Linked DNA regions of Triticum aestivum: regions 1 and 3 are each linked to region 2. A link is a contact called in public Hi-C data. All regions are on one chromosome and are shown on one strand. Each heading gives the region's core, a stretch centred on a gene start, on an enhancer-like site or on the middle of the called end of the contact. The rest is flanking DNA. Distances are from core to core; before and after follow the strand shown.

What was found. A called contact is a pair of places that touch in the nucleus more often than the background predicts.
Region 1: a contact with region 2 is called in a Hi-C map of leaf, with 2.5 times the contacts expected there. The contact joins the enhancer-like site here to the promoter of LOC123072467 in region 2. A contact is called at or near these places in 2 of 5 Hi-C or Micro-C datasets (both in leaf).
Region 3: a Hi-C map of leaf shows a contact between it and region 2, with 5 times the contacts expected there. The contact joins the promoter of LOC123066605 here to the promoter of LOC123072467 in region 2. A contact is called at or near these places in 2 of 5 Hi-C or Micro-C datasets (both in leaf) and 1 of 1 datasets of contacts at active chromatin or transcription factors (leaf).

The regions. Positions count from the first base shown.
Region 1 is chr3B:791,807,100-791,809,799 of IWGSC CS RefSeq v2.1, reverse strand. No RefSeq gene overlaps it. Among protein-coding and RNA genes, the nearest start is that of LOC123072465, 17 kb to the left of the region's middle. Within about 2 kb of position 1,274, at least 7 of the 8 cell types and tissues checked have an H3K27ac peak or open chromatin away from gene starts, as enhancers often do. A contact at or near this core is called in leaf, where this site is marked.
Region 2 is chr3B:791,984,232-791,986,931 of IWGSC CS RefSeq v2.1, reverse strand. LOC123072467 (7-dehydrocholesterol reductase) reads right to left here and starts at 1,294. Exons shown (of 13, transcript XM_044496017.1): 1 at 986-1,294; 2 at 663-888; 3 at 485-540. The coding sequence starts at 1,140.
Region 3 is chr3B:791,853,758-791,856,457 of IWGSC CS RefSeq v2.1, reverse strand. It overlaps LOC123066605 (phytochromobilin:ferredoxin oxidoreductase, chloroplastic), which reads right to left and starts at 1,343. Exons shown (of 8, transcript XM_044489658.1): 1 at 1,114-1,343; 2 at 448-567; 3 at 1-94. The coding sequence starts at 1,305.

The DNA of each region.
Region 1 (2,700 bases), core at 25-2,524, 180 kb after region 2:
TCATCTCCTCGGCAATGACAATGCTGCCCGGCTAGGCAAGAAATAATCTAAGCTAATGGTTTGTGTGATGTTGCATGATTTTTTTTAAGTAGTACATGATCAGTACCAGAGTTTTAAATTTCAATTGTGGAAAGACTCATGTTCAGTCTGAATGGCTAAGATACAAAAAATTCTTCTTCTTCTTCTTTACAAATTTCAGTTATAATTTGAAGTTAGTTTGAATTTGATATGTAATCTAAGGGAAACATAACCAGATGGGCCACTGAGTCTTACACTTTCGCCATCCTAGCACTTCTCCGTTGAAATGGCTGTAGGGATTCAAATTCTTTCTGGTCAAAACAATCTACACTAAAACAATAATAATTAGAAAACTCAACCTAATCTTCCAGACCCTTGTGGACTCTTGAGACAGTAATGGAAAAGGTGAATACAATCATTGATGACTACCTACCAGAATTTATCACCTAGCTTAGGACAGAACTTGGAGTATAAATCAGAGAACTCACGAATGCACTCCTCGCAACTCGCAAGCAACACACAAGCTTCCACATGGTTTCCACAACTTGTCTTGTGATTTTGGGTGGCAATCCTAGTCTGTGTGAGAGTGCATGCATATGGCTAGTGCATATTAGAATTAGGGTCTTACTGTTGTACGACTTTGTAAGGTCTTGTGTTAATAATTAATAAATTGGCCGTATGCATCATACAGATGCAGAGGCCGGGGGTATTCCTCCTTTTCAAAAAAATATATATATTAGAATTAGGAAGCATCGGGTGTGTAACAATTCCTTGCGTTGGCATATTCAGTGTTATAATTAAGCTCATTAGATCATCATTTTGACGAGCAAGTTGAGGACTCCTAGGCCCATTGTGGCTCTAGGTAGACATCAACACATGTAACTCTAGGCCTCACCGCCCTTTATAAGGCGAGGCCAGGGGTAGTTTGAGGCTCATTACATCATCCATCTTAGTCTCGATTTGGATAATCTCAACCTCCATCGTAACCCTCTCTCACATGCAACACATCAATCCAATCAAAGCAGGAGCAGGGGCCGTTGGAGGAAAGGAGGAGGAAACCGCGCGGTGGAAAGGCGCGTACTGCTTGCGTTGTCATCTTCGGTGTCGCGGGGCCCGCCCGCGATTCACTTCACTTTCGTGTGTCCGTGTGGCTCTCCTCCGGCCCTCCCGGTCCGTCGCTGTCGCTTCGCTCCACGTCGAGGCCGCGGGTGGCCCCCCGTGCAAGGCGCGCCACACAGTGAGCCAGCGGCACAGGCCGCTGCATGCTGTGTCTGTTCGGAGTGCGGTGCGTCGTAGGCCACGGAGGATCTGTGTGGTTGGCTGCGGTGAAGCACTGCCGTATCCAAGGGGCCGGCGCACGGGATGGATGTCAGCATCAGTGCAGGGAGCAGTTACTACATTACACATGGCGTCGTTAACCATGCTGCTTGTTGTGTTGGCAGGGTAGCGAGAGAGCGAGTGAGAACTTGCTGTCTGTCCCGGCCGGTCTCTTCGCGCGCGCACTGCCCGGTCCCTTTCTTGCTAGCAGCAGCGCCTTTCAAGGGCAGAGCAATCGGCCCCTTGACGCCAATCGGCCAGACGCCAACTGCAAGGGCAGAGCAATCGGCCCCTTTCAAGGGCTTGTTGTGAACACGGTGTTTGATTGTAGATGATTTTAGGACAACTCCAATCGGCCAGACGCCAACTGACGCAGATTTTGTCCGATTGGGTTGGCCGTAGGGGCCACGTCGGGCCCCTCTGTGTTTTCATGGTGGCCACCGAAGAATCTCGTTCGTAGGTTGGTACGCTGCTTTATTTTTACACAGTTTTTGCATGCAAATCTCAACGGCCAAAGTTAAATCACATAGTTTTTACATCACAATAATAAATAGTATACAACCAAAAAAATCTCATAGTTTACAAACCAATTGAAATTTGAATTGTCATAGATACACTGAAAGAAAAAAAGACATGTACATCTATTGGTTGCTAAGGTGAGTCCGCATATACTCAACCAAAACATTTTGTAGTGAATATGAGTTGCCCAATTACGCATTTCATGAAGAAATTAGGTGAACTATGCAAACATTGCAGATTCATGCTCAGGCACAACATTTTCACCCTCTTGGTCGAAAATTTGGTCCTCATGCTCATTCTATACGACCGTGTTGTGCATGATCATACAAGCAGTCAATACCTCCCACATCTTCTTGGTGCTCCATGTTCATCAAACGATGGGTACCGAACAATGGCCATCAAGATTGAAGCACACCGAAAGCATGCTCCACATCCTTCGTAACATACTCTTATGCGTGAGCAAACCTAGCCCTCGTCTCTTCCATCGGATTGGATATTATCTTCACAAGAGTTGACCACTGATGATAGATACCATCAGCTACGTAGTATCCCTTTTTGTAGTGGTGGCCATTGGCTCAAACTTAACCTCTGGTCAATGGCATTCTGCAAGTCTTCCGAACACTAGAGAGAACTGAAGCACGTTGATGTCATTATGAGAACAAGCCATGCCCAACAAAGGTGCCAAATTCATAGATCTTGTGAAGCCACAACGTCAAGTATGACAGTGCAACCTTTAACATGTATATTGCTCCTGCCGAGCAGATGGACAATCCTTCCACTTTTAGTGAATACAATTTATGCTACCAAGCATTTTTGGGAAGCCTTCATTTGCATTGATTGCCAACA
Region 2 (2,700 bases), core at 45-2,544:
GTGGCTGGTGTGTCCAGCATGCGAGGTTAGTGATAACTCCCATTTTAGTACATTTAACGCATATGAACAGCATGTAAGCCACATGGAATCGTCTAACAATTTTTGGTTAACCATTTTGGGAAAAGTGAGGATGAATTCCTTGAAATTTTCGTGCCGTTCAGGCCCTATTGCATTATGACTAAGTTCCATATTTCTCTTACTAAGAAATCACTCTTACTTCAGAGAAAGCAACACAATAAAAGCAACAAATTAAAAAAAGAGTAGGGATCAGTTATATGCCTATGTCTAAAACCAGTAGCTACCATAATTGTTTTTCCTTAGCTGGTTTACTGCCAGAACCGTCAAATGATCAATGCAAGTAGGCACAAGTAGACGATTTGTTCTATTGTTCATGGATGAAACCGCGGAAATGATGAGTGATGTAATATGAAGGTAATCAGTAGGTGAGTCAACACAAGAGAAGAAAATAAGGTGGACTTCTTACCACCACAGGCTTAGGTAGGTGACCAAAGTCACTGCATATGCTAGTAAACCATTTGCCTGAAAAAAGAAGAAGAAAGGGTCAGCGGTACTGAAGCTGCAGGCTTCTGTTTAGTAAGTACTGTATTTAGCTACAGAGCAAGAGTAGGAATCGCAATGTCCACTGAAAGAGAGGGTCGGACCTTGTAGACGGGCACATTCCCGGCGGGCGAGATGGGCCCCTCGAAGCGCTTCCCGGGAAGGAGCAGCTGGAGGGCGGCCTCGAAGAGAGCGAAGCCGAGGATGATCTTCCCGGCGACGAGGGTGGGCATGGGCCAGACGGCCTTGAGCCCCTCCAGGATCCCGCGGTCGCGGAGGTGCTCGTAGGTGCGCGCCACCGATCCGTCCGCGTGCGCCACCGTGTACCACCTGCGGGCAAGAGCCCCAGAGCGAGAGAGAGTTAGATTCGGGCGGAGGCGGTGAGCGCGCGCCGGATCTGCGAGGCGAGGGGGGGAGGGGGACTCACAGGAGGATGACGAATGGCGGGCAGAGGGAGAAGAGCGTGGCCATGGAGGCGTAGGTGAACCACGGCGAGTGCGCCGTCTTGAACTCCCGGGGCGGCGGCGCGGCGTCGGCCGCGGCAGGGCCGGGCTTGGGCTGCTGCTGCTTCTGCTTCGCCATGGCGCCTCCTCTCGATCTCGCTCGCTCGGCGCGGGGGAGTGGACTGACCGGGGTGCCGATTGTTTTTTAAGGATGGGTGGATCTGTGGCCACCGCCGCCGCCGCCGCCGCTGTCGTCCGGAGGGAAAAACAGCATCTTTGCGTGTGTGCCCGCTTCTTTAAAGACGAAGACGGAGACGGAGACGAGACTGTGAGCGCGGCTCGGCCACGTCGCGCCGGTGCTCCTGGGCCGTCCGATCGCCGTCCGGAGTGGATGTAATGTACTACAGGCATATGCGGAGGTTATCAGCTGTACCACGGGGGACCATGACAGCGGCCAGGTGGGGTGGGGGTGACGTGGATGCTTTAGGGCGCACAGGAGTTTGGCGTGAGCGTACAGCAACATCCCCATGGACGGAAAAGGGAGGCGTGCCGTGCCGTATAATTAATTTGATGTGCTCGTGGAGCCAAGTGGAGTAGTATATACGTGATACGTGGCAGATCTTTTGCTTATTTTTATTTTTTTATTACAAACGACAGATCTCTTGCTTGGTGGCTGGCCTGTGGAGGTGGGGCCGTTGTGTGCCATGTGTCGCGCCGACATTGATTCCCAGGCCTTGGTTGAGCCATGGAGAAAACAGGTCAATTGTTTTTTTAGCATCAGTACAGACACAAGCGCTCATATACACGCGCATACACTCACCTCTATGAACGCATATACGCACACCCTACCCTTATGAGCACCTCCGAGAGACTGAGCCGGCATATCATCTTGAGATTTACGAAGTCACCGTAGGCGCCTCGTCGTCGACGGGCACGTCTCCTCCCACTGAAAGTGCATCGCCGGAAATCCTAAAATAAATTCAGGAATAATGCGAGCACCAGGATTTGAAGCCTGGTGGGTTGGGGATACCACTGTCCACCTAACCATCTCAACCACAGGTTGATTCGCAGGTCAATTGTTTTGCCAATCCTGCTTGAAATGCAAGACATCTCAATAAGGTTTTTTTTTTTGAAACAAGGCAAAAGAGTTGCCATTTTCATTAGTTAAGAAGAAGATTAGACATAGTTCCGCCAAGCGAGAGAACACAGATCACTCTCGCGGCATAACATTACACAAATACTTCGCGCCCGCACAAGCCCAAATAGAGGTCTCATCTTTAATCTTGGCAATGACAACGGTAATAGGTGTGGCAGGTGTTGCGGAAGACCCTCACGTTGCGTTCGTTCTAAATTTCCCACACAACTAGCATCATCAAAGCGCTACGGACCTTGCGTGAGTGGCCCCTTTTGTGAGCAACCTTGTCCCACCAAACTTTTGCCGAGGGCACAAGTCTCCAATCCGACAGATCGATGTGGTCGAGGCCAAGCCAAGTCTTGATCTCCGTCCACACTCTCACTGCGAACCCACACTAAAGAAGAGGTGAGCCGCCATCTCTTGAACCTGCTTGCAAAGAGGGCAAAAGGTTGCGGTTCGGCCATCCCCGACGCTGCAATCTATCGGCAGTCCACACCCTATTCCGAATAATCAGCCAAGCCAAAAAATTGCACTTTGGGTAGGTGGGCCAAGCTTTCCCAACTG
Region 3 (2,700 bases), core at 94-2,593, 130 kb after region 2:
AGACAACGATACTCTGTGCAGGAGTCGTAAAAGCGTTGGCGCAAAATATAGGAAGATCATATTCAGGTTCAGAGAAAGCAGCAAAGTCAAGAACCTGCACGGGCATATATGCATTGTAAGTATATCTTCTTCTTCTTTTTTGCGGGGTAACATTATAAGTATAGCTTTGTGGATCATATGCCTCGATAAATGAAATCCTCAATGACACTCCCTTGTCCCTTGAGTCATAAACTGAGTGATGTTTTAGACAGAGATAAGAGATCTCAAAAGAAAAATATCAGCACTGATTCGACTGTAAGATATTCATAGAACAAATCAAACCTGTAATATTATGGAACTTCAGATATAATCAACTTCAGATGTAAACCCATCTTTCAATTCATAGCCTTTTGGGATAGTTGTTGGAGGGTTTTGGTCAAGGAAACTTTGGGCTTGGAGGTGAAGTACCTGAACCGAGTTTTTCTTCTCAACCGTCAAGCTGCGAAGCAGTCTGATCTTGGGGGCGCTGAATGAGAGAGCGTCCAAAACAGCAGCATCGTCGTTGGCTCGTATGAGCCTGAACTTTTCCTGGAAGCATGACACATTACAAAATCATCTTCTGTAATGAAAAATATGGCTGGCGTCAGCTGATATCACAGGAGACCTACACTTTAAGATGTTCTAGATGGACATTTGCCTATACCAGACTCTAGACTGACCGTCAAGGCCTTAACTAGTCAACAATTATAGTATGTCTGAAGAAATAAGGCTCGTGCTTGGGGTCATTGTTTACAGGAGATCCGTTCAGACTCCACCCTAGTGCGTCAGACAAAGACCAGGCACCGAAATTCAGCCGGCACTAGCGCGACATCACAACAGCAGTGGTTTTGCTTCTCTGTTTTGGACTGAATTTACAATTAGCAGGCGCATCTGCATTCGTGGACACCTGCCTAACGGGCTGGCCTAGCATGGACGCCAGTATGCAGTTACAGCTTTGCTAGCCACCTCGAGCAGACAGAGCATGCTCGCCGGCGCAGCGTGTACCGAACTAGTAGGACTCTGCAAGGTTGTAAGGAAAGAGGAACATGGAGCTCAGCAAGGCGAGCAAGGGAGGCAGTAGCAGCAGGAACCTACCTGCGAGGGGTGGGGCGTGAGGGCGGTGCGGAGGCGGGTCTGTTCCAGCGCGGTGCGGACGAAGCTCTGGTACGACGAGCCGGCGCCCAGCACTCCGCCGCCGCCGCCGCCGCCGCCGCTCATCCCCTCTGCTCCTTCCCCTCCCCAGCCCAGATGGTACACTCCACCACTCCGCTGTGGTGTGCGAGGCATGGATGAGAGGGGAGAGGCAAGGACACGTGGGACGGCGTCCCGTTCCATCCATCCATCCATCCAACCAACCAACCCATGCTGCACGCATCTTGATGTAATAATGCAGTTTCTTTTTTCCCAAAGAAGAAAATCAACTTGCAGAACTTGGCCACTTGATAGTAGCTCAGGTTATAAATAACACATAGCCCCCGCTGTAGACCCTAATTGTAACATGAACCTTGTTGCAAAAGCATCTCGGCCATGGCCGTTGCCGTTGCAACAGGATCCTTGTTGCAAAATGCATTGAAGAGATTTGCGGAGCTCGCAACATTGATGGTGGGTGGGAAGCTTGCGACATAAATTAATGGCGTCAGGAGGAGCAGGGGGGGAGGGGGAGGAGGAGGAGGAGGAGGAGGAGGAGGGGAGAGGGAGACAAGCTTGAAGAGCTCCGGGTGTATTTGGGGGTAGCGAAGACCAACTCTTGTGCCCTGTCTCGGTCTGGATTAGAGGAGGAGAGATTAGGGAAGACACCAACAACAGTTCATGGCGGTCGACGCTACAAGACCGGGGTGGTGAATGATCAAGGTCTGCTGCAAAGGGTGTGCCGGGAGAGGGGAGGGAAAGCTTCACGCCGGTGAGATCAATGCTCGATTGGGGGGAGAGAGATAAGAAGGAAGGGGAAAAGCGGTGTGGTTCCCCACGGGGGCACGTGACGCCCAAAGGAGATGGACGCAGTTTTGTTTTTAGTCAGGTGATTTGAAGCGCTTTCGCCTAAATAATTAGTCAGGGCACTTGGCCACTTGATAGTAGCTCAGGTTATAAATAACACACAGCCCCCGTTGTACACCCTAATTGTAAGACAGGACGTTTGTTGCAAAAGCATCTCCGCCTCGTGGCCATGCCCGTTGCCATCGCGGCAGGATCCTTGTTGCAAAAAGCATTGAAGAGGTTGCGGAGCTCGCAACATTGACAGTGGGTGGGGAGCTCGCGGCATCAATGAAGGGCGTCGGCATCAACAGGAGGAGGAGGAGGAGGGGGGAGGGGAGAGATGGACAAGTTGTACAGCTCAAGGTATATTTAGGGGTAGCGAAGACCAACTCTTGTGCCCTGTCCCCAATCTGGATCAGAGGAGGAGAGATCAGCTGATCAGGGAAGACACCTGCAAACAGTTCATGGCGGTCGACGCTACAAGACCGAGGTGGTGAATGACGAAGGCTTGCTGCAAAGGGTGTGCTAGGATAGGAGAGGGATAGCTGGAGGGGAGGGGAAGCTTCACGTCGGTGAGAGCCATGCTCGGTTGGGGGGGAGAAGAGATAAGAAGGAAGGGGAAAAACGGTGTGGTTCCCCACGGGGGCACGTGATGCCCAAAGGAGACAGACGCGGGGTTTTTTTCAGTCAGGTGATTTGAAGCGTTTG